Linked DNA regions of Mus musculus: regions 1, 2, 3, 4 and 6 are each linked to region 5. Evidence: chromatin contacts called from public promoter capture Hi-C data. All regions are on one chromosome and are shown on one strand. Each heading gives the region's core, a stretch centred on a gene start, on an enhancer-like site or on the middle of the called end of the contact. The rest is flanking DNA. Distances are from core to core; before and after follow the strand shown.

What was found. Promoter capture Hi-C pulls out the DNA fragments that hold promoters and counts their contacts. Capture Hi-C pulls out chosen DNA fragments and counts their contacts.
Region 1: a promoter capture Hi-C map of hippocampal neurons shows a contact between it and region 5, with 2.5 times the contacts expected there. The contact joins the promoter of Lrp8 here to the promoter of Zyg11b in region 5. A contact is called at or near these places in 1 of 39 promoter capture datasets (hippocampal neurons) and 2 of 115 datasets of contacts at active chromatin or transcription factors (embryonic stem cells and memory CD8 T cells).
Region 2: a promoter capture Hi-C map of adipose tissue shows a contact between it and region 5. The contact joins the promoter of Cc2d1b here to the promoter of Zyg11b in region 5. A contact is called at or near these places in 13 of 39 promoter capture datasets (3T3-L1-derived adipocytes, the C10 cell line, HPC-7-derived erythroid cells and 9 more), 3 of 484 Hi-C or Micro-C datasets (B cells, CD4 T cells and pre-pro-B cells), 10 of 115 datasets of contacts at active chromatin or transcription factors (astrocytes, bone marrow-derived macrophages, effector CD8 T cells and 7 more) and 3 of 9 other capture datasets (adipose tissue, liver and pancreatic islet).
Region 3: a contact with region 5 is called in a promoter capture Hi-C map of adipose tissue, with 4 times the contacts expected there. The contact joins the promoter of Zfyve9 here to the promoter of Zyg11b in region 5. A contact is called at or near these places in 1 of 39 promoter capture datasets (pre-B cells) and 1 of 9 other capture datasets (adipose tissue).
Region 4: a promoter capture Hi-C map of liver shows a contact between it and region 5, with 2.0 times the contacts expected there. The contact joins the promoter of Podn here to the promoter of Zyg11b in region 5. A contact is called at or near these places in 10 of 39 promoter capture datasets (the 3T3-L1 cell line, 3T3-L1-derived adipocytes, the HPC-7 cell line and 6 more).
Region 6: a promoter capture Hi-C map of adipose tissue shows a contact between it and region 5, with 4 times the contacts expected there. The contact joins the promoter of Magoh here to the promoter of Zyg11b in region 5. A contact is called at or near these places in 6 of 39 promoter capture datasets (3T3-L1-derived adipocytes, frontonasal cranial neural crest, maxillary cranial neural crest and 3 more), 4 of 484 Hi-C or Micro-C datasets (muscle stem cells, neutrophils and uterus), 9 of 115 datasets of contacts at active chromatin or transcription factors (the NIH/3T3 cell line, bone marrow-derived macrophages, embryonic hindbrain and 6 more) and 1 of 9 other capture datasets (adipose tissue).

The regions. Positions count from the first base shown.
Region 1 is chr4:107,800,497-107,804,502 of GRCm38.p6, forward strand. Lrp8 (low density lipoprotein receptor-related protein 8, apolipoprotein e receptor) reads left to right here and starts at 1,763. Exons shown (of 20, transcript NM_053073.3): 1 at 1,763-2,022; 2 at 2,755-2,874. The coding sequence starts at 1,917. Lrp8os3 (low density lipoprotein receptor-related protein 8, apolipoprotein e receptor, opposite strand 3) reads right to left here and starts at 1,568. Exons shown (of 2, transcript NR_168096.1): 1 at 1,268-1,568.
Region 2 is chr4:108,618,495-108,622,336 of GRCm38.p6, forward strand. It overlaps Cc2d1b (coiled-coil and C2 domain containing 1B), which reads left to right and starts at 1,462. Exons shown (of 25, transcript NM_177045.3): 1 at 1,462-1,579; 2 at 3,018-3,100. The coding sequence starts at 3,035. Gm12743 (a long non-coding RNA gene) reads right to left here and starts at 1,361. Exons shown (of 3, transcript XR_003955254.1): 1 at 1,272-1,361.
Region 3 is chr4:108,779,432-108,783,096 of GRCm38.p6, forward strand. It overlaps Zfyve9 (zinc finger, FYVE domain containing 9), which reads right to left and starts at 1,408. Exons shown (of 19, transcript NM_001384118.1): 1 at 1,022-1,408.
Region 4 is chr4:108,030,311-108,034,015 of GRCm38.p6, forward strand. Podn (podocan) reads right to left here and starts at 1,644. Exons shown (of 13, transcript NM_172874.4): 1 at 1,560-1,644.
Region 5 is chr4:108,299,257-108,302,893 of GRCm38.p6, forward strand. It overlaps Zyg11b (zyg-ll family member B, cell cycle regulator), which reads right to left and starts at 1,834. Exons shown (of 14, transcript NM_001033634.3): 1 at 1,635-1,834. The coding sequence starts at 1,664.
Region 6 is chr4:107,878,131-107,881,684 of GRCm38.p6, forward strand. It overlaps Magoh (mago homolog, exon junction complex core component), which reads left to right and starts at 1,625. Exons shown (of 5, transcript NM_001282737.1): 1 at 1,625-1,815; 2 at 2,763-2,821. The coding sequence starts at 1,728.

The sequences.
Region 1 (4,006 bases), core at 513-3,012, 500 kb before region 5:
CCTTACTGTGGCCTACAAAGCTATCCTGTGATTGGGCCTTGTGGACTCCCCAAAGCTCCTCCCCACCACCATGCGCTTACTTCTCCCATCACTAGTTTACCACGATGGGATGTGTCTCCATTGCTCTTCCCTCTGCCAAGAATAGCATGCGTTTGACCGTCATGTGGTCAGGCTCCTCGCTGTCAGTGAAACATGATCGCCTCTCTAACTTACCTCCGTGCTCTCATGTTGTTTATTTTCTCATCACAACTATGATGCTGTGATAGTGTGATAGAACTCTTTTTTTTTTTCTTCTTCTGTATTTCTCTCTTCTAACTAATATGTAACATCGGGAGGTTGGGGAAGTACCTTATTTACGATGCTGCAGCCTTGGGCACAACACACACAGCACATGCTGTGTAAGATTTCTTCTGTTGATGGTCTGTCTTCCCCTCACTGTGGCCAGGACTTCCAGACCCATGGAGCCTTAACGTGACCAAAGGATGATGCACTTGTGGTTTCCCAAGGTCTGTGGTTGCCATAGCTATTGTCATGGGCTACCCTTTGCGGGGGAAGATATGAGACTGAGAGGACTGTTGACCTAGCGGGGCTGTGCACCCATCCAGCTTGGCATAGGAATCACAGCTTCCACGATTGCTTGCTTGCTTTCTCTCTCTTTCCCTTTCTTTCTTTCTTTCTTTCTTTCTTTCTTTCTTTCTTTCTTTCTTTCTTTCTCTCTCTCTCTCTCTCTCTCTCTCTTTCTCTCTTTCTCTCTTTCTCTCTTTCTCTCTTTCTTTCTTTCTTTCTTTCTTTCTTTCTTTCTTTCTTTCTTTCTTTCTTTCTTTCTTTCTTTCTTTCTTTCTTCCTTTTTTTTTTTCTGAAGAGAGAGGGCCTATTTAACACTGGGCCTTGGCACCCTCGCGCGGGCCTGGTTTACAACCCGTGCCCAAGAATCACACTCTGAGATTGTTGTGCTGCTGGGCCAGGCTCACCGGCAGGTGGCTGAAATCCAGTCTAAGCGTTGCCCTTCTGACAAGGAAGAGTAGGGGAGGTGGGGTCGCACTGCTAGAGGAGGGGCCTTCTTTGTGCAGAGGCTAGTGGAGCCCAGAGACACTAGATGTGCTGCCTCTGGCGGCAAGGATGACACATCTGGGCCTCCACAGTCCTTGCCCTTCTCTGCAGCAGCAAGGGTTACCTTGCCATGTCTTCAGGGCCCTTGATCTGCTCCTCTGCGGGGTCCAACAGAGAAGGATGAATATGGATAACAGTCTGTGCACCAGACACTCACCTCTCTCAGGATCACACAGTGATAATCACAGATGCACACGGTCGCAGAAAGCGACTCATCTAATCTGAAGCTATGACAGGTCTTGCCCAGCACCCCTAGATTCTCCCTGGCAATGCTTTCAGCCTTCCCGCGCTCTGCGCGTTCACTGCAACGGCTTGTGAGTCTCCTTCTCCCGAGCTCGGGCTCTCCTCCATACGCCTCCTTCTCTCACCCTCTTGCCACCTCCACGGGGAAACCAGGGGGGCCAGAGCCTAGCCGGGCTCGTCCTAGCGTCTACAGCTCTTAGCACCTGCGCGCACACAGAGCAGGATCATGGGGCTCGGACCGAGAGAGGAGGGGACAAGGACAGGCGGGGGAGGAGAAGAGGCGGCGGCGGGAGGAGCGTGGGGCGGAGGCGGCGGCGGGAGGGAGCGCGCGCGCCGGCGGCGGCTGCCCAGGGCCGGGGCCGCGCGCCCAGCCTGAGCCCGCCCCGCCGCCGAGCGTCACCGAACCTGCTTGAAATGCAGCCGGGGAGCCGGGGCGGGCGGCAGCGGTGGTGGTGGCGGCGGCGGCAGCGGCAGCCCCGGCGCCGCGGCAAGGACTTGGCGGGCTGAGGCGCGGCGGCGGCGCGGGGGTCTCGGGGCGCGGCGGCCGGAGCCCCGGGCCCGCTATGGGCCGCCCAGAACTGGGCGCGCTCCGGCCGCTGGCGCTGTTGCTGTTGCTGCTGCTGCAGCTTCAGCATCTCTCCGCAGCGGATCCGCTGCCGGGCGGCCAAGGTGCGTACGGCGCTTCCCGGGCCGGCTCGCAGCCGCCAACCAACAAAGCGCGGCCGGCGGTGGGGGTTGCTGTACGGCGAGGTCCCGATAGAGAGGCTCCGGGGACCCTAGCTCCCTGGATTTGCCTTGGACCTCCTCCCCGCTACCCCCACGGTTTTGGTTACCGAAGCTCTACCCCAGCTCCGGGCACCCTCTTAATGGGGGATGGGCGCCGGGCACCCCCCCCCCGGCCCGTGAACTTTGCGGGGGGTAGTCCTTCAGGGTCTGGGGTTTGGTTTAATTTGACACGCGCGCTCCATAGCGGCGATGAGCGAAGTGGTACAGTCTTTTCTGACAATGCGTTTCCGGGGACCCCTGTGGGCCGAGGAGACTGACAGGTTGTGAAGGGACTGAGCCCCTGCACCGGGTGCGTGTCGCCAGTGTGCGGGGCTTCCCGCAGACTAGGTTTGTGTGGACCTGACTTGGCGTTGTGTGTAAGGGTGAATGTGTCTGAAGGCGGGGTATAGCCACGGGCCGTTAAGCGCTTGTCGGGTCTCGCTGTGCCATCAGTCGGTCCTGCAGTGGAGGACCCGTGGCATCCTGTCCTTTCTCGGAATTAAGGTGCTTGGAGATCCAGAGCTCACCGATATCTCCCCCTTTCCCATACCCGCTGGACTTCTCGGCAGCCAGGGCTGCAGGGTGGGGAGCGGGCTCCTGTGCAGTGACCCAGCTCACCGCCCCCAACCCCCGCAGGGCCAGTCAAGGAGTGTGAAGAGGACCAGTTTCGGTGTCGGAACGAGCGCTGCATTCCCTTGGTGTGGAGATGCGATGAGGACAACGACTGCTCGGACAACAGCGACGAGGACGACTGCCGTGAGTCGCGGCGACCAGGGGAGGGGAAACGGGGGGGGGGGGGGATCATGCTCCGCTGCGCACGTGGCTGCATCCGTCATGGGGCCACCTGCCCCAGGCTGGCGGCCTTGTTCTGGGATGGGTGGCTCAGCTGTCGGCGGGAGCTGGGTGGCAGGCGTGTCCTGCTTAGGGTGGAGCCCAGCGCGGCTTGCTGAAGCTACTAGCCCGAGACTGTGGGCGTGGACGCGGCAGCCCCTGCACACCTCTTAGCTCTATGGATCGGATCCCCAATCTGGGCCTCACTGGGAGCGCGCACTTCAAAGTTCCACGCAGCTCGGGCCACGAGGGGCTTTTCCTTGCTCGGTTTTATGAATGAATGGGCTCCCCGGGGCCACTGATTGGCTGCGCAAGGACCACCCCATAGGCCTGTGGCCGGAGCGGCCAATCCTGGGGCTGACGGTGTGCTGTAAAGGGCTCTAGGCCCTGCCCTGGCCCGCCCCGGCCGCACCCCCGCGCGCATCCTCCGGGTGGTAGGCTCAGGTCCTGGTCACAGTCTGCTGCCTTTCTGCCGAGTCACCCTTCAGAGAGCGTTTTCCTCCTGCCAGCCTAGTCTGGGTGTGAGTCATGGGGCCAACAGCAAGGAGGGGCTCAGGAGGAAGAGTGTGTTTCCTGGAAGCCACCGGAGCAACGGCAGTGAAGGCAGGCCAAATGCTAACCCCACTGCCTTTGCTGAGCGTGGCCTTTGTACACCCTGTGCAACCGGTGGAAGTTCCCCCTTGTGCGGGCGCGTGAGGGGTGTCTTTGGGGCCAGCGGCAATGGAGTCAGCAGGCGTTCTCTGCTGTGAAAGGAATTTAGTTCCTGGTACCAAGAACCTACACTCTTCTAGCCACGTCTTCCTAGGAGGCCTTTCAGTTGTCATTACAGAGGCCTGCTGTCTGCCTGCCGATGTTAGGTGTACAGGATCAGGCCGGCCGGCTCTGCAGTGTCGGAACACAGTGACAGAATGTGGAGGACACCAGGTGGGCACACACCAAGCATTCAGGAACGGGAGGCTGAGCAACAACTCGGGAGCAGTCTGTTAAGTCCTTGAGGCTTCCTGGTTTAACATTTTTTTGGGGTGGGGTACATTTGTAAAGCATGTATGTGAAGATA
Region 2 (3,842 bases), core at 212-2,711, 320 kb after region 5:
ATCCACTTACATGTGGTGAGTTTTTTTTTTTTTTTCCTTCTGCACTGGTCCCTCTGGCCATTATCCACTCTTAACCCTCCTTGTTCTATTATTATAAACTATCTCCTAAATTATACTCTGGCTCATTTGAGTCTGTTATGTGGGAAACACAAGATCTGGGAGCCTGTGGCAGGCCGGAGTGAGAGTCCAGTAAGAGGACAGATCCCCACTGAAAAGGAACTGTTGCAGAATGGGAGATGAAGTCAGTGGCCACATCTCCTGTTAATTTACATACACGGGTATGACTAGGTCTGGGAGGTAGCTGGACTGGCAGGGTGCTTCTAGCAGGAACAAATCTCTGTGTCTCATCGACAGCACCTCAGAAGTCCCAGAGGTGTAATGCCTGCACTAGGAGATGCAGACAGGAGGATCACAAATTCCATGTCATCCTTCACTACAAATCAAATTCAAGGTCAGGATTGAGTACACGAAAGTTTCAAACAAACCAGCCAGGTGGTGGTGGTGCACTCTTTAAGCCCAGCACTCAGGAGGTAGAGGCAGGTGGGTCTGTGTGACCTTGAAAACAATCAAATGAAAAAACCCAAAGCTGTAGGAATCACTATCTACTGTGTATTATTTGTGTGTGTTAATTTGAATGTCGGAGTGCAGGCAGGCCTGCATCTGTGTAGGGTCAGAAGACAACTTCTGGAAGTTGCCTTAGTAAGGCAGTTTATGAGTCAGAGTTCTTACTATGTAGCCCTGGCTGGCCTAAACTAGACCAGCTGCAGGCAAACTAAAGGACTCTGCCTCTGCCTCCCGAGTGCTGAGATTTAATGCATGCGCCACCACGAGGGCTGCAGAACTGATCTATCAGAACTGAAGCCTGCAGTCTCTCCACGAAGTGAGACTACGCACGTGGTGTGGGGTATCTCGGGGTTTGGTCTATCTGCAGGTCAGTTCCATCAATCCCCATATAACAGGACTCCTTGAGGTAGAGGCGACCCTTCAGCTTGCAGGGATGCTCCGGCCTCAGTTAATCGAGGGCTTTGGTTCCTCTAATCTGAAGTTTTGTCCTGCCCTCTGACTAGAAAGGAGCTCTATTTCCCAGAGAGCTGGTTTTCCGTGCCTAAGCTGCACAGACTGGAGGAAGCCGCATCCTCCAGGATCTCAGCACAGGGACGCGGCTCGGCTGCCTATTGGTAGCCAGTAGGACGCGGAAGCGCCGGGGCGCGCGAAGAGAACCAGGTAAGAGGCCTCTCGGAGAAACTACGGCAGGAATGGGGCACGCCTACCGTGGGTGAAGGACGCAGCACGCCACACCTCACGACGCTGCCGCCAGCCGGTATCGCGTTACCTGCTCCAAGATGCCTGCGCGCAGCCGGCCCCACCCTCGGCGTCACCTGTGGGCGCGCCCCGCCCGCTTCCCCGCGCACATGCGCACGGCGACCCGCCGGCTGTGGTGTCACGTGCCGGGCGCCTGCCACCGCCTCCTGGGCGGGAGCTTCCTGTGGCTGTCTCCGCCGCGGCCGCCCGGGGGCCGCGGAAAGCTAGGCGGTTCCGGGCTCGAGAAGGCCCGGTTTTGGTTCGGATCCGCCGCGAGGTATGCCACGTGCCCGCTTCCCGGCGTGTGGACTCTGGGGGCGGCCGGGGAGATAGAGGCGGCTTGGGTCGGGCCGGGCGGAGCCTGGCATCGGGAGGGCCGCGACCGGCCTGCGGCAGCGGAGCATCTCATTCTCCCGAGCTCCTTCACTCCCGCACCCCACCCCGGCTGACGCTTCGCTGTTGACTGCAGTCCGAAATGTGACACTTGGAGTGGCTTACGCCTGTGCGCTCACACCAGGGAACCTCGCAGCCCTGTTGATTCCCGCTCCGGACGCGGGATCGTGTCTTGTTTCTTAATCCCCACGCCACCTCACGCTTCTTCATAGATTTGCAAGATGCTCAGGGCTGAGGTTTCCCGCCCTATATGATCTCCCACTTCCCTGGGCACCTTCTGCATCAACCCATAATGCTTCCCAGTGTCTAACGCCCAAGTGTCTTTAAAGCCTTAAAGCTGTTTCTCTTTCTCCCCTAGTTCATGCCTTCATTTCTAGCCTTACGGTTTGGTTTATGCCTCCGTGGTGCTGGGCGTTTCTTCTCCTTGTGTAGGCCAAGCCAGTTCTCACCTCAGAACTGGTGTCAGTTCGTTTGATTTGCTTGGAGTTCTGCTATTCCCCAGTGTGCAAACTTCATGACTCAGCACAGGCATCGTCCTCTCCTAGATGTCTTTTCTATGTCCTCGATAAGGGGCTGCCTCTTGCACCCATTGTCCCTGCAGCTGCTCTGTGGTCGTTGTCTGCCCATGGGTCTGTTTCCTTGAAGCCTGAGGTAGGAGCAAATGAGTTCCTTCCAGTGCTGGACAGGTGGTGCTACAGTACCCGCTGACCACTTGTGACACCTTTCAGAGGATCTGAATACTGAATCAGGTGCAGAGTGCCCACGGGAACTGATGATGAGAACGATCCATGCCTGTGCTGCCCAGTGGTACCCATTAATCAGATTCACCTACTGAGCACTTGAAATCTGTCTGGTATGACTGAGGAGCTGAATTTTTAATTTAAATGTAAATAGACACATTATTTGCAGAACAGACAGCCTGTCCTGGAACTCACTCTGTAGACCAGGCTGGCCTCGAACTCAGAAATCCGCCTGCCTCTGCCTCCCGAGTGCTGGGATTAAAGGCGTGTGCCACCACGCCCGGCGACAGCACTGCTTTTAAAAGCCTTTCCAAACCATTGTACCTCAAATTGCTTCCATAAGTCTGCCTTCCATGGTCACCAGTCAGTTCAGAAATTGTGTTTCCACCCCCACCCCCCATATCCCTCTGTTGACAGTGGTCCCCTGCCTTCCGTCCCCTACCTCTCCTTGCCTCTGTGCTATTAATTATAAAGTGGTGTTTTAGCCCGTGGGAGTAAGTTCCCTAACCACGGGTACCACTGTTGGGGGCCATATATCATCATCTATTCCAGTCTGAGTCTCTTCAACTTTACACCTGATAGGTATCTAGCCTGCCAAGATGCCAGGGCCAAGACCTCGGAAGGGCCCTAAGACCAGTGGCCAGGGTGCTGAGACTGCCAAGCAGGTATGGATGTGGTCTCCTTCACCCCGGGTCCACATGGAGTATGGATCTCTAAACATTTGTGGCTAAAGAAATGGCTCAGTGGTTAAGAGTGCGAGCTGCTTGCTACTTAGTGGCTTACGACCACAGCCACCTCCAGTTCTAGGGGATCCAACGCCCTCTTTTGGCCTCCATCGGCACTGCAGCCACATGCTGTACATACATATATATGGGAACAACTATCATACACATTTATTTTAAAAAACTGAAAAATCAAAACAACAATAACAACAGCAACAGAACCAGTTAAGGTTGGGTTGACTATGAGTAGTCAAAATAATGGACATAGAAAATAAGGTGGAAAGGGGAAGATGGGTTAGTGTTTCCTAGATGTATGATCAGGTTTTGCGTGTGAATTCTGTGAGTGGGTTGGAGTGATGGTTGCAAAACAATGGGAATGTATAATGTTCCTTAGCTTCACACTTGAACATAGGTAGGACAGCAGATTTCATGCTATGTGTTTACTACAATTAAATCTGGGGGGCTGGAGAGATGGCTTAGCTGCTCTTCCAGAGGTCCCGAATGGTGGCTTCCGACCATTTGTAAATACAGTTCCAGGGGAATCCAACACCCTCACACAGACAGACATGCAGGCAAAACACCAGGCACAGAAAATAAAAATAGGTCATTTAAAAAAGATTAAATGTGGTACATCATCCCACTACTAAGGAGGCAGAAGCACGAAGATTGTGAGTTCAAGGCCAGC
Region 3 (3,665 bases), core at 158-2,657, 480 kb after region 5:
AGATGTACATATAAGTCCTATATAGTAGAAAAATGAGAATAACCTGTAATCACATTTATCATAAACAAGAAGCACCCAATATCTGACGTGTAATGTCAAACTACAATCACTAACTTTTTTTTACATCCTTACCAGAACAAAACAAATCATTTTTCTTGTACAACTGAGTTTATATCCCATTTTCGGCATGTCCTTGCAATTAGGGTAATTAGTATGATTTAAAATCTTCTTGCCATCCGTTCTCTATTTGAGTAAAACATTTTTGTACCAAGGACTGGGGCATTAAAACATTTCCTGTCTCTCTAAAGGTGGAAAAGACATCTTCCTAAAAGATTTTTTTTTTCTTTTTTTAACTGTGAGTAGCTAGGAAACTTAGCATAGCAAAGATGGGATGGGGCTTTCTCCAAAGCAGACCTCGCTCAGAGACAAGATGTAACATAAGGAGGAAAGGATGAGCTAGCGGCAGGTGATGAAATTTCACCTCAAAAAAGGACGCAAAAGGCTGTGTCTCCAGCAAGGGAGGCGTGAATGCTACTCCTGGAGTACCAGGGGCTCCGAGTGCCCCGCACTCTCTGCACCTCAATACTCACCACTCCCCACCCAGGGGGTGGCTCCGCAGGACTCAGTACGCGGAGCAGGCAAGCCAAAGCTGTTTGCAAACAAGCGTCCTCTGCCTCCCTCCGGGATGTGCTCGAAGGGCCCTGGGAAGGAAGGCACGCTCGGCCCCGCCCGGGACAAACGCGAAGGGCACCGGTGCGGCCGCCAGCCCGATCTTCACGTACCCGGCCGCGCCGGAACCCAGGCCCGGCTAAGGGCTTCCCGGCGACTCGGGGCCTAGTCGCCCCCCGCACGCCTTCAATCTCCCGGGGACCCACGGAGAAAGGGCCGAGGCCCCAGAGCTCCGGGGTGCCCGCGGCGGCCGCACTGGCAGGACGCTCCGTCCGCCCGGCCCAATAGCTGGCGCCAGGACCCCTGGGCGGCGCAAGCAGACGAGCCCCGAACCGCAGCGCGCCACACTCACCGCCTCTCCATGGCCCGGGGGTCGTCACTCAGCCGAGAGCCTCGTCCTCAGCGGGGCTCCGCCGCGAAGCCTCGCACTCCTGAGGGGGCTGCGGTCTCAGCGGCCGGGACTGAGGCCCAGCGCCCCTCCAGCCGCCTCAGCCACGCGGGTCCGGGAAAGCGCGGCCGAGCGCGGCCGAGCGCGGCCGGGGGCGCAGCTTACGGCGGGACAACCGAGGCGATGCAGGCAGACGGGCTCGGCGAAGCCTCGGGCGCCGCCGCGGTGGCCGCTTCAGCCGCCCGCGCCGCTGGGCCACAGCGCCCCCTGGACCCCACGTCCCGCTACGGCGCCGGGACTGCGGCGGCCGCACCGGGCACGAGCGGCAGGGAACGCGAGGCAGCGCGGCCTGGGGGTGGCGGGGCCCCGTGCGCCCTGCGCCGCCCGCGGCCCGTGGCCCGCCCCTGACGCGGCTTCCCGGGAGCCGGAAGCTGTCGGCTCCCCCCACACCCCACCCCCGTCAGACCCCAGCACCTTTTTCTTCCCTCCAAGAAGGTATGTGAATGCTTTCGTCACTCGTCTCCGAGAGCGGGAATGTGAGGGAATCTCGGTTCATTTCTCGTGGAGACAGGGGGTCCCTTTTAATTCCCTCAGTGCGTCAGTATGAAAGGAGCGTGACCCAGAACAAATCCCTTTTTTCTTTTCCTAAGCACATGCACAATCCCTTCCCAAAGCAGATAAAGGAATCATCTTTGACCTCAACTTTTTTGGAGCTACTGTGCAGATTCACTACAGAAATGTGCTATAGAATTCCTTAAACCCTATCCTTACCTACAAAGTAGGGGGGAGAAAACAAAAAACAAACAAACAAAACAAAACAAAATTTAAAAAACGCTGACAAAGAGAAGAGAATAACCAACGGGTTGTCCTGAAACCGATAAACAACTTAAAGGTAAGAAAAGACTCATCCTTTTACTAACTTAACCCTGGCCACCACCTCTACCACTTCTGGGTCACCCACCCCTTATCAAATCCTAGATAAAAACTCTGAAAGAAGGAAATTGTTGTGGTTATATTAAAGGCTATGCAGTCATTTTGTTTACAAATGCCTCCTGTTTGATCTTGCCCAGCCTCTAGGATGCTAACATAACGTCACAACTAAAGACTGTCAGAAGGGAAATAGGAAAAAGAAAAAAAAAATTTTAAATCCCCTGGTCCCTCAAATTCCCAAATACTGTGTTTGTTTGGTTGGTTGGTTGGTTGGTTTTGTTTCTGGGAGCTATACTGGAACAAGCAAGGACTTTGGTGTCAGGCAGATCCTGATGCCACTGGTTCCAGTTACATCATGTAGAGTTTTATGACCCTGGCAAGTTATGTAATATTTTTGAACCTCTGTTTTCTCCTGCCTGCCTAGCTGGTTGTGAAGGTTGGGGATGGAAGGACGGGCCTATAGTTCCAATTTTTGTTAATTCCAGAACACCCTAACACTTACTTAGTCATTCTTAATCTGGAGATTGTGCCCATCTGTGTGTGTTTATCCCACCACACTCCCCAACCCCGCTCGTGTGTGTCTGTGTGTGTGTGTGTGTGTGTGTGTGTGCGTGTGCGCGTGTGTGTGTGTGTGTGTGTGTGTGTGTGTGTGTGTGTGTTCCTATCAAAAGGTCATTCTCATCATCCTGGTCTAAGTGAAATTTCCCTGAATTTCACTCGTGCATTTATGTAACATCCTCCTCTGAAGAGGAGAACCTAGTACACTGGATCCTTTGACATTCTACAGCACAGCAGATATCAAAATAGAACCAGCACATTTTTCCTGCATGAAAATATTATAAAATATTATAAGCAATCTTGCCTTACCTTAGATTATGGGATAATAGTAACAAGACATGGGGAAATTACATAAGGAGTCCAGGAGCTGTTCAAGTAATAATTGAGCAGCCACCCAGAGAAAAATATAACCTAGCAGTTCTTTTCTCATCAATGAAAGCTGTTCCTGTACAGTCCCAAGTCTGCCTTTGCCACTTATCTCTGAGTCACATTACACACACACACACACACACACACACACACACACACACACACAATCACTATCCCCTTTTTGTAACGACAGAAACCAGCTCGGAGGAAATGGTGATTCATCCTCACAGCATCTCTAAGAACTCAGTACTTCGGCACCACCACCAAGGGGCATCCAACCGAGAGAAAAGCCGCAAGGAGTCCCTATAACCTAGGGTCTCCTGTCTGATAGCAGTCTTTTCTACAGTAACAAGAGAACACTGTTAGAGTGAGTTGCTATTGATACCATTTGTGCTTTAGCATGGGCCCTTTAATTTCCATCAGTTTGGCTCCCTGACATGACATTGGCACTGTCCTTTCCAATCCAAGCTCACTGCCACTGCAGAAAACCTACATTTGTTTGTGAATAATCAGGACGTCTAGGGTGTAGCTACAGCATGAAGATGATTCATTTGTTCCCAGGACCAGTTTCTTCTTGCCTCACACGTTCTTCCCTTCTATTCAAACTCTTGCTGAGGGAAGCTGCTTGATAGTAACTTGCTTAAAATCGTTCTGTCATATGCTGGCCAGATGGCTCAGTGGGTAAAGGGCCACACCTAGTGATCTGAGTTTTATCTCTGGAACCCCAAGATAGAAGGAGAGAACCAACTAC
Region 4 (3,705 bases), core at 394-2,893, 270 kb before region 5:
TAGGACTAATGGTTATCTTCTGCTCATAGCCCCAAGCTGCTCTTGAAGGCTGAGTAGGAGTTCCCCCAAGTGAACAAAGCGGGTGGAAACCATGGACAAGGTGTGGAGTAGTGGCAGGAAAGAGGCAGGTGTGTTGAAGCATGTAAACGGGGAATAGAAATTGGCTGTGAAAGCACAGCTTGCCGAGGGCATCAACCACCATGGCAGGACGTTAGTGATAGAGGGTCGTCAGGGTTCCAATAAGTCATGATCAACACTCTTTGTATGGCTCCAACAAGCCTACAGGTGCCACCTCCTACCCAGGATTCAGACGGAAGGGACAAAGAGTAGCTCTCATGGTGCACAGGTCATTGACTCTGACATCTGACACTTCTTACCTTACACACCGAAGACTGGGCCAAGGGCTCCGAGAGTGTACGGAAGGGGGCAGAAGCCCCAGACCAGTCATTGATGACTTTTTCCAGAGCAGCCCGGGCCCTTCCCAGTGGTGTTCGCCCTGTGAGCCCGGGATCTGGTCATTTGGGCTTTTCCAGGGCAAAAGGGAGAGGTGGAGAAGGAAAGGCCTACCCAGGGGTCTGCCCAGCAGACCAGGTGCCTCTTCGTGCCAGGCAGAGCGCGGTTGCACCTCCCCCAGCAGACATGCAGGCTGCTAATGCTCATCCTCCTGCCACCTCTTGCACACCTGCATCCTAGCCTGGGCGACAGCCCTCCCTGCACGCCTTCTTCAGCAGCAGCTGCCTCCCAACCCGGGGCCCCAGCACTGGAATCCCAAGCCGACCCCACCCCCTTCTTCCACCTGACTGCAGGTCAGCTATTCCAACTCACCCATCCCGGTCCACCCCAACCCCCACCCTGCACCAGGCTGATAGTGGTTCTGAGACCCACACAACCTGGGGACGACCGTGCTCCTTGCCCTGTCCCTTTCTGTGTTCCGCTGGAAGCAGCTGCCTAGACGGAATGGTCGGAGTGCAGTGCCCTGTGTTAGTTAGACTGCACCTAAACTGCCGAAACCAAGTTCCGCTGCTTGACTGTGCGCCTCACCTGCCCTGGCTCCCTGGGGACTGATATCTGCCTTTCTGTGCTTGTTTCTGTATGTAAAGAGGTCGGTGTTGGACTCGGTGAAGCCCCCGACAAACTGACGTGAAAAGACGCAGGATGCCCTGGGTCCCAGTTCTCGGTGCAGAGGTTCAGGCCCCTTCCCAGTTCCACCTGCCCCCACAGTCCCTGTCACCCGCCCGTGTGCCTCCACCTCCCCTCCCCATCCGCTCGCAGATTCTTTCCAGATGTGCGCAGCGGGAGGAGCCCGAAGGCAGGGACTGAATATCGAGTAAAAAAAGGGTCCCCTGCCCCTTGCTCCGGATCCCGCAGGGGGGCCGCCACCCCATATGGAGGTGTGCCTAACCGTGCCCCTTGCGCGGGGTCCGCCCGACAGGGTGGGATACGGCGATCCTCCCCTATCGCGGCTGTGGCAGTGGGAGCACGGCGGGATGTCAGAGAGAGCTGCCCGGGCGCAGCCGGTGGCCCGTGGTCCCTCGGCTCACCGGCTGCCCGCGTCCTACCTGCCGCTGCGCGCCGCGCCGTGGGCGGAACAGGCTCGCGGGTGTCCGCTGCGCTCCGCGGGCGCCGGCTCCTGTCATTCAAGTCGAGCCGTGGGCGCAGCGAGCCAAGTTTTGTTGTGGGTTCTCTCTCCCCGCCTCTCCCCCGGCCCCCGCCCCGCGTGCATCTGCCGGACGCCGGCCTCTCCCGACACAGGCGCAGGGTCCCGCTGGGCGCCGAGAGGGAGGGCCGAGCCCACGGCGCCGGGCTTGGCGGGGGGCCCACTTCCCGGGAGCTCGCGCCGCCGCCCCGGCCGGCCGCAGCACCACGCCCCCAACACCGGGTGCCTCCAGCGCACCACCTCCGCCTGCCAGCCTGCGGGCTGGGACCGCACCCAGGCAGGCCCCCCGCACCTGAGGAGAACCGAGAGGGCTCCTTCCTTCCAGTTCCTCCGCGCTCAGCTTCTTCCTCAAGGAGTTTGCAACCTTCCCGGGCACAAGTACCTTCCCTGTTCCCTCTCCCACCCTAGGGTCCGGAGCATGGCTAATGCTGCGTCAGCCAAGACCCTTCTGGACCCCTTCCTGTCAAAATTCCTCCTTCTCCTCCCCACCATCCACCCTCACTCCACTGGCCCTGGGCCCACAACTTGGTGAACCTTGAAGGAGAGTTAAACTGGACCGGAGTCTTCAAGCACACAGGTTCTAGTCGCGGAGAAAGCAAGGGACTGAGCAGGGAGCACTCCATATTGCTCCCAGGAGCTGAAAATGGTTCCAAGCACAGGCACATTAAGTACTAGCAGCTGAAGCAACACTGTTTGGCGCCAAGGGCTTCGTGGTGGAAAGGCGGGTGAGACTGGGTTTGGGTGCTACTTGGCACCTCTGCTGTGAAACAAACCTGTCTTCTACGTGCTGTGGCCTTTGGGCAGGACCTACTTGGCTCTCGGAGAGGGATAAAGATAATAAATCAAATGTGGAACCACTTGGCCACCTAAACTGCCGAGACCCTAAAGGGCTCTGGTTAAAGTGGCTGCAGACCTTTCCCTCCTGTGCTGCCAGGCAGTCAGTTTATATCTCCATGCATTAGTCTCTAGTCCTTACAGCCCTGCAAAGGAAGATTATTTCCCCATCTAATAAGTAAGGATGTGGCCTGTGCTTGGCTGCGTAACTAACATCATCATTCGGAGCTGGGGTTCTGGCCCATCTACCCATTGCAAAAGTCGTCTGTGATGCAAACAGGCAGGTAGGTAGGGATAGAGCCTGTGTTTGAACCCACAGCCATCTGTTTCCATTACCCATCACTGAAGAACTTAACACGAATGGGAAAGGGAAATATTTTGCCTTCTTTGGCCTCAAATTCCAATCTTCTCTGAGCTCAAACTTGAAAGTTGGTATGATTCACAAGATTGGACAGGGCCCAACAGAGATGCATCTTGTGTTTTCTGGACAGAGCCTAGATTCAAGTGGAGCTAAAAGAACTGGATTCTATTGGCTGGTTTACCCATGAACCAAAAATCTTCTAGAACAAGAAAAATCAGCACATGCTGAGTGCCAACGAAGTGCCAGGCACTGTCCTTAAACATCCTGGCCAGCCCTGTGGGGGAGGTACGGTAGAATACACCTGGAAGGGTCAGGGTGTTTTAGGGCTAGGCACTTAGAACACTACACACTCACTTCTGCTACCATCAAAACTAGCTCTGCCAAGCCAGTGCCCACACACGTACTGTGTCTGTGTGGTGCTGAAGGCACCAGCTACATTACAGCCTGGAGGGATTGTGAGTGTCTCAGGAGGAAACGGAGGTGACCCTCCGGCCTTCAGAAGGGATGGGTACCCAGCTGACTACCTGTGCACTTCGGCTCCTTCATGCTGCTTCTCAGAGTCAGCATCTGTTCAGTCTAAGATCACTACAGTGTATGGGGTCAAGTAGACCTGGGCCCAAAGGGAAATGCATTAAAAACTGTCTACATTAAACAGAAAAATTCCAGGTCTTCTCTGCACAGCTCTGGTCTCACAGTAAGTCCAAAAAAAAAAAAAAAAAAAAAAAAAAAGACAGCTGCTTTTATAAGACTGTTATCCAGACCTGACTGAACTCCAAGAGATGTCCAATAGAAACACAGACTAATATCAAGGGGCATGCCTGTTATCCTAGCATTTAGGTGGCTTGGGCAGGAA
Region 5 (3,637 bases), core at 584-3,083:
CTCATTCAGTCTCCGTGGAAAGGCCTGCATTTCCAAAAGTCTAACAGCCTGGTACCTTCTCCAGCAGGATGGCTCTCTAGTCTGAAAAGAATCATCACTACATCTTATTCTACTCCTTTTTGCACCAAAAGACGCTTCAACTCACCCTGAGTAGTCTGCAAGGTGCCTCAAATTTCAGTGGAAGACTGCACTTGACAGGTGGGGAAATGAGATCATAAATCAAACCATTCAAGAGTCTACCTGACCTGGGCACTGGGAACTCAGGGAATTAAGTAAGGCCCAGTTGTTTCCAGACTCTGACTCTCCTTGGGAAGGAACAGAACAGCACACAGTAACAGTGGAACAAGTGAGAGGCAGTCACTGGGAAAAGACAATGGAGGATCAGCAGAGTCAGGGAGCGAGGGAGTGTTTCCCGGTTAAACACCAGACGGTAGGTTACCTTCCTAAAAGTCAGATGGAGGGAAATACAACCTAGGAACTTATGATTATCAACAAGTCTTTTTGACTAGAATGTATTATTTCCTCCCAGAGATCAACATTTATTTTGTATAGGATAGAACAATGCTTTCAATATATACACAGCAAAACGCGGATAACACTTAAAAATGGGACTGTAGTCACAGCCATTTTGAAGCAGAGGAAAATTTGCAAAGAAAGGGTTTCTCCAAGAAAGGACAGAAAGGACAGGACAAATACAACCTTTCGGAGGAAGGTATTCGAAAGACTGTCACAATCTGACTGCCAGGCTGATATTCAGACCTCAAATGCCCTTGGTCTCTGCCTCCTAACAAAAACAAATCATGTGCTCTGAGCAACAACTGTCAAGCCTGCAAATTACAAAAGATTTTTAATTTCCCTAACGGTAACTCCACATGAAAACACATTCAAAATAAAAATGTAACAACCCTTTTTGGCTATTTCTGTCAAAAGGCCTGATAATCACATAAGGCTACAGGATGTACTCTGTAACACACCCCACTCAGGTTTTTGCAATGACACTAAGTAGTAAAGCTTCCAGACTATTCTTCCATACCGCCAATCTCCCCTCACTTCCCCACTCCAAAACAGAACGGAGAAAGAAAGGTTACTAATCTGTATGTACCCGCCCAACAGCTCCCGGGTAGCAATTGCCTTCCAATTGCTCCTGCTTAGCCCTCTGAAACCTGCACAAGGAAATGGGGACAGATGTGTGAGCCGGCGACGGAGGACATCCGACAAGGGGCAGAGGAAATGCGGATGGTCGAGGACCAAGGGGAAGAGGGGGCGCCGGAGATAAAATGGTGAAGAGGGTCGAGGAGGGAAAGGAAGCAAAGTGTGGGAAGGAAAAGTGGGGGGTGGGGGTGACTAACGACCATAGAGGAGAAAGGTTAAAATGGTTGAGGAGAAAGGGGAGGGTTAAAGACAGGGAAGGGGGGACGAGGAGAATGCGAAGGAGGCTGTCACCGGGGGACAAAAGGGTGTCACCGGAAAGAAGGGGGATTAAGGGATGTCTCCCAAAGAGGTTTGCTCCTACTGGTGGATGGGGAACGCGAGCCGGAGGAGACAGAGGGAGGGTGCAGGAAGAAGGGTGAGACGGCTGCCCGGCGTCCTCGGGCCACCCTGCGGGGGGTGGGGGGCAGGCCGCGCTAGCTCACCATGGCTGCGTGGGCCTGGTCCTCCGGCATGCAGCCTCGGTCCTGCGTGCGGTGGCAGGCGGAGCCCGAGCCCGCCGCTAAGATCAGCCGGCTCGGGGGCTCCAGGAGGCTCGGGTCAGGCAGCGGCTCCGGGCTGGGCCCAGGCCTCGGCCTCGCTCTTCTGAACTACAGCAGCCGCTGCCGCAACCTGACCGAAACACAGACTCCGCCTCGCTCGCCGCGCCTGCTGCGCCCCGCCCCCCCGCACGAGGTCCCGCCCCTCTCCCTGAGCCTACCGCGCCCTGCCCCTTAGAAGTCCCGCCCCTCTCTCCCTTGCATGTCTCGCCCCGCCCCAAAGTGGTCCCGCCCCCTGAAGACCCCGCCCCGTCCCGGCGTAGACTCCATTCTCAAACGCCAGCCCTTAAAGGGGCCAACGCCCTCTGACGAGGCTGTAGTCTTTCCGTTTGGAAGAGCTTTAAATCTTACCTCCAGAAGACTGCAGCGCTTACCCTCATTCTTCAAAACTTAACTTCTGATTCATAGTCATTAATTTTTTTTTTTAGTCATTAATTTTTGTTGTCAACGTTCTTAGTGATTTTAGCATTCTGTTACATGATGTTGTTTTGCTGTTGTTTTCGTTTTGTTTTGTGAGAAAGAGTCCCTCCACATAGCATATGTTAGGCAAGTATTCTGCCTGCTACTGCGTCACATCCTCGGGCCCCACAATCTCAATTTTGACTATGGAGCTTTCCCTCTTTAACCTGCTTTTCTTTTTTCTTTTTAAAGATTTATTTATTATTATATCCAAGTACACTGTAGCTGTCTTCAGACAGCACAGAATAGGGCATCAGATCTCATTACAGATGGTTGTGAGCCACCATGTGGTTGCTGGGATTTGAACTCAGGAAGAGGGGTCAGTGCTCTTAACCGATGAGCCATCTCTTGGCTGCCTTCTTTTGATCTTATGTAAATGGTGTTTAGCTATGCTATATTTTTCCACCCTCTAGGTAGCTACTTCAAGTCCCTCTTCTCAGGCCTCCGATATTTCCTTCTTCATGCTCATTTAACTAATCATTTTTGCCTTCAAATCACTGACAAAGTAAATGGACAAAACAGAACATCTATATAAGTTTCCATCACTGACAGTGACTTCCAGACTACCTATAACTCCACTTGTATACTTTTTCCTTTCTGTAGCCCAGGCTAGCCTTCACTATGTAGTCCAGGTATGCTTCAACTCTCCATTTCTCTGCTGTGGTGGTTTGAATAGGTATGGCCCCCATAGACTCCTGTGTTTGAATGCCTGGCCCATGGTGGTTGGTGATACTAGGAAGAGTAGCCTTGTTAGAGGAAGTGTGTCACTGTTTCTCCAGAGCGCACACTTCTGGAGACCTAACCCCCTAGCCTCTTGCCACTGGACCATCTTCCATTTTAATCACTATCAAGTATACAGGTCAGGCAGGATTAAGTACTGGTGAAGCCATCGCCAAACAGGCACTCCAGAAGGCTGCCACTTGATTGTTTCCATCGTGTTTGTGGTAGTGGGAATTAACTACAAGGCTTTGCACATGCTGTGCAAGTGTTCTCCTCTTGGGCAACATCCTCAGTTGTTCAGACTCTGCCGCTCTTGCAAAACTGAATGTCTATCCCTATATTCTTTCTCACTGTCCCTTGGCAAGTACTGTGCTACCTTTTGTTGGAGGTTGCAGCAGTGCTGGGTATTAAGTTGATGACCTCACACACGCTATGCAAGCTCTCTACTACTGAGACACACCCAAAGCTAGCATAGTCCTGATTTTTAATCTCTGTGGATTTGATTACTCTAGTGATGGTTGTTTGGTGGGAGGCTGTGTATTGTGATGCTAAATTCTGTACTAATTCTCTCATTTACCAGCGTTTGTTGTGCAAACCTTGTTCCTTAACTTAAAGCTATTGGTTAAGTAAAAATGGTACAACCAATTACTGGAGGGATTAGAGGTAGGCAAGTTTTGAGTTACCTGGCTGATTGATGTTTGCAGAGAGAG
Region 6 (3,554 bases), core at 375-2,874, 420 kb before region 5:
TACCAGGACTCCTCTAGAGTCCTGCAAAGGCAGGTGGATATCTGTACCCCAGCCCAGTCTGGCCAATATAGTGAGTTTCAGGCCAGCCAGGGCTACACAGCCAGACCCTGTCTCAGAGAACAAGAAACAAACCAGTGGCAGGGCAGAGAGTGGTGAGACGACATCTCTGGTAACGATGTGTGTCAATTCTTTTTTTTTGAGACAGGGTTTCTCTGGCTGTCCTGGATCTCACTCGGTAGACCAGGTTGCCCTCGAACTCAGAAATCCGCCTGCCTCTGCCTCCTGAGTGCTGGGATTAAAGGCATGTGCCACCACACCTGTCGTGTGTCAATCTTCTATGACTAGAATTTACCGTATTTCACCTACTTGACCTTAAAATTCCCGCACCAGAAATTTGACCTTTCACAGAGGTCAACTTTGGCTCTTGAAAATGAACCTCTTGGGTAGTGGTCTCCACATTTGACCCACCTCGTTTTTGTTTCAGTTTGTGTGTGTGTATCTTACTTGGTAGTCCTGACTGGCCTGGAACTCACTATGCAAAGAGCAGTCTAGGCTTAAACTCACAGAGGTCTACTCCACTCTGCCTCTGAAGTGCTGGGATCAAAGGCATTGGCCACCATGCCCAGTTCTCACCTGGGTATTTTTTTAGAGGCTTCAGTGAAACTGGATTCTGTCAGCATGTGGCTAGGGCTGAGAATCGCTGCTAAATAAGATGACCAGTAGGAGCCGGGCGGTGGTGGCGCACACCTTTAATCCCAGCACTTGGCAGAGGCAGGTGGATTTCTGAGTTTGAGGCCAGCCTGGTCTACAGAGTCAGTTCCAGGACAGCCGGGGCTACACAGAGAAACCCTGTCTCGAAAAACAAAACAAAACAAGACAAAAAAGCCTAGTAGGGATCCAACATTCATTTAACCGACCCACAACACCTATCTAGACATGTTAGCTTGAAAGGGAAGAATGAAAGGCAACTCGTTCATGAGTGGTGACCCTCGTGAGGATGAGGTAGGAGGGTTTGTGGTTTCAGGTCAGTCTGGATCAGGTAGCAGTACTCTGCCTACACGTAAAATAAAGAAATAGCAGAAAGGGATGTTAGCTAAATGCAGGCAAGTTTCAGGCAACATTGTGGAATGGGAAAGGAGTCATTCTTAAAAGACAGCTAAGTAAAGCCAACTTTATTTTTCGGGACAGGGTCTTAGTATGCAGCCACTGGTCTCAAACTCTCATTACGCTCTTTAGACATTTACTACTAATCTCCCGCCTCAGAGCCACCTCCTGATCTACACACTGGGGAGTGGAAGAAGGCGGGGGATGGGGGTGGCAGCGTACTCATAGATGAGCAAATCATTTTGCCTCCTTTTACTGTGGAAACCCATCTAGGTTCAGAGTGTGAATAACCTCGTTCGACTCACTTGTCTCTTTAAATTGAGGTTGCGCCTGACAGGACTCTAGCGCTCAGTGTTGGGCTGAAACCCAGATGCAGTTCTCGGATCCCAAGATCTTCCAGAACTCTCGATATACAACCAAGGGGGCGTGGCGATCTTGACCCAGCGTCTAGGGGAGGGGGCGTGGTAATCTCGTTCCCGCCTCCGGAGAGTGAGAAACTCTTAGTGTCGCGGTGGCAGACGTCATTTCCGCGCGCCACCATTACGCCAGTATAAGACGTAGACCGCAGGCCGTGGTAGTGTCATCCGTTCCTAAAGTTCCGTCCTCCTTGTCCCTTGCGAGGCATGGAGAGTGACTTTTACCTGCGTTACTACGTGGGCCACAAAGGCAAGTTCGGTCATGAGTTCCTGGAGTTTGAATTCCGACCTGACGGTAAGAGCGGCCTCCCGGCTGCGGGCAGTGGGACCGGCCCCGGGGAGGGCGGAGAGAAGGCGGGCTGCGGAATGTGGCGAAGCGAAGCAAGGGACGCCGACCACCGTGCTGTTGGGTCGTGAAAGAGGCATTCTTTTGTCGGCTTCATTGGTTCTTTCTCTTCATCCGCTGGCGATTCTCCTTCGTAGCTTTTTAAAAAGCCAGGTTGCTTACATTCAACAAAGATTTAATGTCCATCTGAGAATGGGCTGTTTGTTTTCCAGTCTGGGGACAGAGCAACAAAAATAAATTTTCCCCTCTCGTGGAACATGTGTTTCAGAGCCGGAAGAAACCACAGCGATCTCTTGTAGTGTGGAGTGATCAAAAAGTAAGGTCGCTTTTAAAGAGCAGTCTGAGGAGTGTGAATTTGAATTAAGCCGTAATTGAAAAGGGATCAATTTTTGAAGTACAGGAAGAAAAGCATCTACAGGAGTAGCAAGTGTCATAGGACCTCAAAGAGCCAGACATATCCAGGTGGTCACTGGGGTGACTGAGAGACAGTAGTAGGGGGTGATGTTAGTCAAGAGCCTCGCTATACAGGTGTTTGTAGTGCTTGCTTGCATACAGCTTCCTTAGTTTTCAAAGTCCTTTCCCAACCCAGTTGAACATCAGCATGTTCTTCTCTGTGCAGCTAAGATAGCATTAAAATTCCTGTTTACAGCTGAGAACGTGTTCTTTTGCTACATCATGGCAGCCTTTTCCCGGGACTCTAGTTTACTGTCAGGTCCTTCTTCTGTTGTTCAGTAGTTTCAAGTGAAGTACCAAAAACACTACTATCACAGCTGGGAAATGGGTTGAAACATTCGATATAATTTAGGCAAAGCTCATATTCTTTGGAGGGTAATGGTGCTTTGTTCATGTTTTCTAATACGTTGCATTCTTTTTTTTTTTTCTTTTTTCTTCCGAAGGTAAATTGCGATACGCCAACAACAGCAATTACAAAAATGACGTCATGATCAGGAAAGAGGTACAGACCTTTCCTTCACTACGACTTAGCCTTTGGTTTCCCATTGCTTATGTTCTCTCTGGTAATGAAAGATGAAGTGTAGGAAGCGAGCACTTATTTCTAAGCAGCTAGATTATTTCTCTGATTCACTCCCCCCCCCCCCCCAGTGCTGAATCAAAAGCTAGTAAGTGTTTGAAATCTGTGTGTCTTGGTTTGTACCCTCGGTGTGCCCCATACTGACCATGTGACCTCAAAACAAGTTCTCTGGCTGAACTTGGTCTCTGTGTTTTCATCTGTAAAACAAAGGATAAGAAAACCTACCTGTGACTCCCAAATGTTATCATAGAATTAAATATATTAGTCCCTAGTACATAGACTATGAAGACAGCATTGACTTTGCTTCTGAAGAGGAAACGGATCAGGGGAAAGTCTCAACCTCGAATTACGCTCTTTAGAGCTAAACCATAGACATTTACTACTACTCTCCCACCTCAGAGCCCCCTCCTGATCCACACACTGGGGAGTGGAAGAAGGCGGGGGATGGGGGTGGCAGCGTACTCATAGATGAGCAAATCATTTTGCCTCCTTTTACTGTGGAAACCCATCTAGGTTCAGAGTGTGAATAACCTCGTTCAAACAATATGTTGTTTAATCCTGATTATAAAAAGCCCATGTGACAAAGTATTCTGCCATACTTTCAATCAGGAAAATCATGGCCTAGATATTAAATCTGAGGATAGTTACTCTTGCTTGT